2 separate regions of the Anas platyrhynchos genome follow, and region 1 is linked to region 2. The links are chromatin contacts, called in public Hi-C maps. All regions are on one chromosome and are shown on one strand. Each heading gives the region's core, a stretch centred on a gene start, on an enhancer-like site or on the middle of the called end of the contact. The rest is flanking DNA. Distances are from core to core; before and after follow the strand shown.

Region 1 (3,886 bases), core at 1,334-3,833, 150 kb after region 2:
TACAAAGGAAGATGTCCCCACACTCAGCTCAGTTTTGGGGAACAGCGATTCCAAGCCCCGCAGCACCAGACACTCCCCATTCAGAACAGAAAGTGAAACAAGTCAGGGCAAAAACCAAGGTGATGAAGGGCCCCGGTGTGGTTTTGCTTGCTTGGTTCACATCACCGCCCCAAGTTCGGAGGGAGGGAAGAGAGACAGGGGATCACCTCCAGCCTGGGGGGCTCTGGGCACACACTGGGGCTGTTCCTGGGGGGAAGAAACAGGCTCTGCACAGCCTGCCCACAGCACTGGTCTGCCCTCAACTCTCCTCTGTAATTGTAGGAAAACCCCAGGCAGTAAATTAGGGGGGGAAGCATGATCTTGGTGGATATTCCAGCACTTATTTCCTAGGGGCTATATTTACTCCTGCTCCTTTCCTCTTGCTCCCACAGGTGAAGATCAGTTGGTTGCTGACACCTGCTTCCCCCAAACAGCTTTCCAAAAATACTGGAAGTGTGCTTGTGCCAGACTTAGATTATCCAAAAAGACTTGTTTTCACACCTTTGTAGGCTTTTGTTGTTGTTCTTTAACAAAAGACACCAAAGAATGTCACACTGCAGCCCATTATAAGTGGCCAAGCAAGGGAAAAGTGTTTAAATTCTACCAGTAAGGGACTGTAAATGCTGATGCCGTGCATTAATGTGACACTTCAGCAAGAGTGGAAACTCTCAGCCCAAACACCCATTGCAAAAATGTTTGAGGCAAAGCCCTCACTCATACCAGCATTTCTCATTTAACTCCTGCAGCTCCCCTGCAGGGCAAACCCCTGCCCAGGCTGAGCACACCCTGGTCCCTGTGCTGGAGCCACTCCTTTCCTGCTGGGAAGCCTCAGGACCTTGCATGGTTAGTGGGAAATGCAAAGAAAGCCCTCTGCTTCCCCATGGGGACTTCATTCCCACACCACATTTGCAGGAGTGGAAGCAGCCCGAAGGCTGACAGCAGAGGGATGTGCTCAGGGGCTCTGGGGAGCCCCCCCTTGGGGCTGGAAGCTCCCTGGCCTTGCCCAGGAGATGCTGCACACCCAGCTGGGGGCAAGTGCCTGGTGCTGCTCCAAGGGCAGCCACAATGCTTGTTCCACGGGATACATCACTAGCCTGAGAATTGGAAAAAATAATTTGGTTTTCACAGTGAAAGAAACAAGCCACTGATAGGTACCCTAAGGTACCAGTGGTGCAGTCCCAGGGACACCAGGGGGTGCCCAGCTGGGTGACAACAAGCCCATGGGGGCACAGACACCTGCAGAGCCACGTGGGGAGCTGCGAGCTCATCCTCTAAGTGGATTACGGATAAAACAGCCAACTTGCACTGGGCATCAGGCCATGCTGAGGTATTGCGACCTGTCCTGGACATCTCCTGGGCCAAAAAGCAGCTCCAGGACCCCAGGACACTGGCACAGCATGGATTTGGGGGAGAGGCAGCAGAGAAAAGGCAGGGAAACAATGTCACTGCTTTGTGCCAAGGAGAAGAGCAGCGGTGTGGGTCTGGCAGTGCTTCAGACCTGGAAACACCTCCAAGGCCTGCTCGGAGCCACAGGTTATCCCAGGCCAGCAGCAGCCTGCTCTCCTCCAGCTCTGCATCACACGGAGCCCTCAGCACTGCAGGTGAGAGCAGCACACGGAGCCTGCAGCCCGGGGTGTCTGCGCTGTGGCTCTCTGCATCTCCAGAACCAGAGCTCCCCTGTGGGCCAAACCTGCCCAGGAGCAGCAGCACCGTGCCCAGGATGGTGCCTACTCAGCCCCACAGCACGCCAGGACCATCCTGCTCGCAGGGAGGAGCAGGAGGAAGGGAGCCAGGTCCCCTCCCTGCACGCTAGGAAATGCTGTGAGGAGCGGGGCGCTCACAGAGCAGCTCAAATGCAGCTCCTGCAGCTAAGCGCTAGCCCAGCTGTGGCTGCTGAACGCATCGCTATTCAAACCCATTTCTGAACAAGTGATCAGGAGGCACACGGCTGATTTTATCTCTGCAGGATGGGGCCCAGGGAGCTGAGGCTTGTGCACTTTTACACGTAGGCAAAGCTCTGCAGACCAAACCCCACGGTGCTCCCACAGCTCTTCCTCCCATTATCCAGGGCTGCCTTGGGAGTGAACTTCCATGCTCCCCAACCACTCCAGGCCTAAAAGAGCTTGCTCAGGCTTCACACCCCAGCACCACCCGCAGTCCCTGCACAGGGCAGGGTGACACGAACAGCACAAAACCTCTCCAGGCTGCTGCGTGCACACCTGAGAGCCACCCACAGCAAGCCAACCTCCTCCAGAGCAGGACACCCTGTGTGCCTGGGGTTATCTGCACACATTGAGCAACCCCGGCATACGCCAGGTAATTGGATTATCAGCGCTCAGCCGTATTCTGCCACCAGGGCCACCGAAGGACAGAGTTGCCCTGAGGACAGCACCCCTCCGGCAGCCTGCGGGGCTGGAGGTCAGCACCACAAATCCCCACTCCTGCTATGGAAAAAAGAAAATGCTCTCACCCAGCCCCAAATCCTCCAGGATGCTTCTGTCGGGCCGGAGCAGCGAGCACGGAGTAACATTGCCCCCCTCAGCCACTCCGGAACATCGCAGCTGCATCCCCAGCAGCACAACCCAAAGCCCAGGGGCCCCAGCAGGCAGGACCCGGGGGCCCCCATCTCCTGCTGAACCCCTCAGCCCTCCCGAGCCGTGTCAAGGGAGCTCTTGATGGAGGCCGATTTTTTTTCCCCAGGGCTCCACGCAATCAACTTTGTAATTCTGCACGGGGTTTAACTGGGCTCCCAGCCCCCCCTCCCAGCATTCGGCATGGGGCTGTGTACTGGGCCTGGCTGGGATGGATTGACTCCTTTTTGATGCCCAACGTGGGGCTCAAAGGGCTGAGATAACAGTAGATTTGATGAAAACACTTACAATTAACATACTTAGTTGTGAGTCACCATGTTTTCTGGCTTGCTGTTAATATTTTATGTGATCATGTTTTATGTGATCCATGCCACATTCTTCCTCCTACTGCATATCAGGTCAGAGTTTGTTAAAGGCTTTTTGTTTTTTTCCTCCAGTTTGCTGTGCTATAAAGCGCTGGCCTTGAGCCTAATCTGGTATTCAGGCCCTGCACTGCTATCATCTCTGTCCCTTGGAAACTTATCTTTGAGAAAATTAAGCTACACTCTCTTCGTTTCCTCCTCTGGACGTTGGTTTGTGGATGGTATCAGGAGTGGTACCTCCTTTCCCTGTGGGCTAATTACAGCAGCTTTGGAGTATTTTGACCATCTGTGGGTGACCAACACGCTCCTGCTTCAAGGTCTGCAGAACGCGTTGCTTTTCTCTCTGAGGTTGAGCACTTGGTGCAGGACACCACCCAAACACCTGCACAGCGTGGTGGAGGGTGGCAACGTGTGGGGCGGGATATGGGCAGGTACCTGTTACAGGATCTCCTCTGATGGGTTGGAGCTTCACCCCAAACCACAAAATCCTAAAAAAAAATGATGGTGTCTGAAGATATATGTCCTGCCTCTGTCAATGCCAGAGAAGCACAGCTGGCAGCTCTGCGATGGGGCCGGGCCTGTGCCTACCCAGCAGGAATTAGCACTGCCCAGTTACTGCCTCCTCTTCATAACTAGAGCCCCCCTCTCCTTCCCCACCTCGTATTGCTCTGTATGACACCCTACAGCTCGGTGTGATGCCCTCCTGCCCTGCCGTGGCCAGGCACTGCCTTGGAGGGGAGCAGGGCTGCAGTAGGACATGGGAGCCACTGCATGGGGCACCCCAGCACCAGGGGAAGCACCCCGTGTCTGAACCCCACCACAGCAGGGTGCAGCACTGGGTTATCACAGGCTCCAAGCCAGGCACCCAGCTCAGGCTGTACACGGCACTGCCAG
Region 2 (3,645 bases), core at 84-2,583:
AAACATCCAGTGAGGCCTGCAGCCTGGAAACTCTCACTGGAAACTCAGACTTTTTTAGCAAACAGCACCTGGTCTGGGAACGTCTGCACAGCACCGCTGCCCTGACCAGCGCTGCAGCCCTCAGACCCACCTGCTGATGGGACTGGACAGGGGGTGTCCCCTGTGACACCCCGTTCCTTGCCATTCCTCTACCCGCAGCAGCATAACGTCGATAAAACCAGAGGCAATCGAGGCAATCCTTCACTGCGGTCTGCCTGCTCCCAGAGGGCTGCCCGAAGGCCAGGAGAGCTTGTCTGGAGGAACCTGATGCCAGCTGGAGCCCACAAATATTGTCCCTCTCGCCCTAACGCCGTCCCTCCTACATCAGCAGCACCAGGACGTGTTTTTTCAGCATCCCCCCTCCACCCGCAGCATTTTACAAGCGACTTGCCTATCTGATTTCAGGGCCAGTTCAGCCGAAGCCTGGTGCAGAAGGGCACCTGGGATCGATGACATTTATTTCTCACCTTACAGAAGCCAAACCGAGCCCTGGCTGAGCTTTACCTCGGCAGACGCTGAATCAGGACACCCAGAAAAAGAAAAAAGAAAAAAGATTGTGGCTGAGTTCTGCAGCTCCGCGTGGAGCTGGGGCCAGGACGATGGCAAGGTCAGGCAAGGTCAGGCCCCGCTAAAGGCGCCCGCACCGATCCTGCCCTTTTGCTCGGTTTGGCAAGCAAGGATTTGGGATTTTGCTCTGGCCAGCAAGGCGCTGGGTAAATGAACGCACTCAGAGGGGCCGCAGACCCGCAGGACACGAGGGATGCAGAGGGTGCTCCTTGCTCCATTCCCAGCTGCGCAGCAGCTTCAGCACCAAACGTGCCACTAGATGGAGCCTGCCAGACACCGACCCGCAGGAGGAAACGGTTCTGGTTCTCCCAAGCGATTCCTTCCCTTTTCTACAGCCAGAGATGCCCCTTCCCTGTGTCAGGATCCCCAGAGGATGCTGCCTGCCAGCAGCAGGGACAGCCGAGTACAGACAGCACCACGCAGCTCGGCGCTGGGGCCGGCTCCTTCCCCAGCCACCAAGTTGCTCGGTTGGCAGCAGCAAAGGCCACCAACAAGGTTTTGCAGCCCTGGCACCCATCACCTGGGAGCAGGACGTCCTGACACCAAGGGGAGAGCCAGTACCCCCCAAAACTGCTCCTCTCTCTGGCAGCCAGTCCCACCCGCGGGGAATTGCCCCCAGCCAGATGGAGCAGGAGCGTGACGAGGCCAAGCGCCACCAAACCACCAGGCTGCCAGGCTGGCGCGTGCATAAAGGTGCCAGCTGGCCACACAAGGGCGTGCAAATCTCTGCTGGGATGCTTGTGTGCAAATCCCTGCTGGGACGCCTGCAGCGCACAGAGGGCAACAGCCACAGGGACCCCTCGGCTTCCCAAGTGCACAAACCCCGCAGCCATACAGCTTTGTCCCACCTTGCAACTGTGAAATAGCCCCTAACAACACCCGTTAGCCAGGAATAGACTCGTGCTCTCCCAAAAGCACTGAATATCCATAAAGAACCATTGCTGCTGCTTTCCATTCAAGGCTGTAAAGCAGGCAAGACGCCCGCTGGACATTTTAAAGCCGGCATCCGCAGCTGAAGCCATTTATCACCCATCAGCCCTACCTACGACAGCGAAAACCCTTTAACCCCTGCTGGGAAACATCGAGGCTCGGAGCTGCCCCGGATTGCTGAGCCAGCAGGCGTGCAGCGGGAGCCCCCGGCGCCACCTCGCCCATCGTGGCGATGCTGCGAGCGTGCCTGCTCCCCAGGGAGCGCAGCCAGGAGCCGTGGGGCTGCGCGTCCACCCGCGCCAACGCCGTGCCCACGCCGTGCCCGCCGGGGCGCAGGGAGCTGGAGCTGCCCCGGGAGTGATGCTGCTGGCGGGAGCCCATGTGATGCTGGGCTAGCGCGGCTCCTCCATCGTCCCCCTCCGCTCGCAGGCTGTCATGGCGACTCCCAATAATGTCACTCCCACCAACTGCAGCTGGTGGCCCATCTCGGCTCTGGAAAACGACGCGGGGAAAGGCAAGGATGGGGAGGAAAATCAGGATCCGACAGATCCCGCTCTCAAAGCCCAGGACAGGCTGGTTTTGTACCACTGGACCCAGTCCTTCAGCTCCCAAAAGGTAAAGCGCTCGGCCGGCTTCTCGGGAAGAATCACCTCCAGCATCCAGGGCTCACCCTTGCCTCGGGAGGAGGGGGCTCGGGGAAGAGCCAGCAGCTATTTCCCCAGGCTGGCAAGGGGAGCGGCGTGTGCCGGGTCAGCTCTTTTGTACCCGCATTTCTGCGTTTCAACAGCATCTCCCTGGGGAAGGGATGTGGGAGGGGGGGGCTCAGCCAAATCCTGCTGTGGCCCTGAGACCAGGCTTTGCAGCGGGAGACGCCTCTGCTTTGTGTTCGCTCCCGACCCTCTCTCGTGTGGCGGGCGTGCAGACAAAGGCTGAGCCCGGGACCACCCTGCAGCTGGGGGCCGCGGGACCCCCGCGCCTCCCGGAGCAGGGAGCGACCCTGGGACACGGCCCCGTGCTGGGAACATTTTGCCCTGGCACTGCTGCAGCAGCCTGGAAATCCCAGTCCTGTGCAAGGCACCGCGGGGGAGGGTGGTGGGGGGGGGGAGTACAGCCAGAAACCCCATTTCTGGGTGGTGGTAAACGCTCATTTTGCGGCGCAGCAGCGGCGTATCAAACCTGACCTCCTGCCGGCCCCTCTGTCATTCCCCTGACACTGACACCAGAAGGGCAGTGAGCTACTTGGGGGGCACCCATGGGGCCCTGGGGTGCCCCACGGCAGGGATGTCCCCATCTGCTCGTGTGCACCACGGGCCCGTAGGCGCCCGATGCAGCAGGGCAGCCGCACACGCTCGGCCCCACCGTGCTGATCTGGATCTGCACCAGGAAGGGGATGCTCTCTGGGCTGCAGCAGGCAACGGGGGGGCTTTTATTTATTTTTTGGTTGTTGCTGACACAGCCTCTAGCAGCTGGGACCCCTCCTTGGGTCACAGGCACCCCCAGGAACCCTGGCACCCCAGGCTGCCCCTGCCTGGTCCCTGCTGGACCCGCTCTCAGGTCCCGATGGCAAAAGGGAATGGGGCAAGAGTGGGAGCCCAAGGGGGCACCTGGAGTGGCCCCAGCCAGGGTTTGTCCCTCGGGTGGGAAGAAAACGCTGGGAGCAATTTCCTATTGAGGGAAGCAGGCTTTTCCTTGCCTGACTTAAAAGGAAAAAAAATATTAATTTGTCAGCCCCATAAATAATTAATGGCTAATTCCCCAGGAACTCTGAAGTGCTCATAGAAATGCTTATATTTGTTAAGACATATTTTTAGCTGCTGCTGCTGCTTGGAGGAAAACAAGTGATTTGCCTTCATTCAGCAGTTCTGAGAAACATGGCTCTCTGACATCCCTGCGGGGTGTTTTGGCCTGCCTGACATACTTGGTTCACAATGGCCAGTTTTTTTATAATCCAGAAGCTTGAAATGGGATCCCGAGTGCACACTCAACAACACCCCAAGCACAGGAAAGAGCAGCCAGTCTCTCAGAGGAGGATGCTGAGCTGTGCACAGCACCCCAGGGCCCAGCAGGGACCCGATTCCTACACCCAGCCCTGTCCCCAGCTCCCTCCCC

Evidence for each region. Hi-C and Micro-C count contacts between places; a contact is called where the count stands out from the background.
Region 1: a contact with region 2 is called in a Hi-C map of subcutaneous adipose tissue, with 2.2 times the contacts expected there. The contact joins the promoter of ADA here to the promoter of GDAP1L1 in region 2. A contact is called at or near these places in 2 of 8 Hi-C or Micro-C datasets (liver and subcutaneous adipose tissue).

Annotation. Positions count from the first base shown.
Region 1 is chr21:4,608,550-4,612,435 of IASCAAS_PekinDuck_T2T, forward strand. ADA (adenosine deaminase) reads right to left here and starts at 2,584. Exons shown (of 11, transcript XM_072026547.1): 1 at 2,510-2,584. The coding sequence starts at 2,569.
Region 2 is chr21:4,454,973-4,458,617 of IASCAAS_PekinDuck_T2T, forward strand. GDAP1L1 (ganglioside induced differentiation associated protein 1 like 1) reads left to right here and starts at 1,334. Exons shown (of 6, transcript XM_005016360.6): 1 at 1,334-2,151. The coding sequence starts at 1,972. All of the region lies in intron 1 of LOC113839641 (a long non-coding RNA gene), which reads right to left.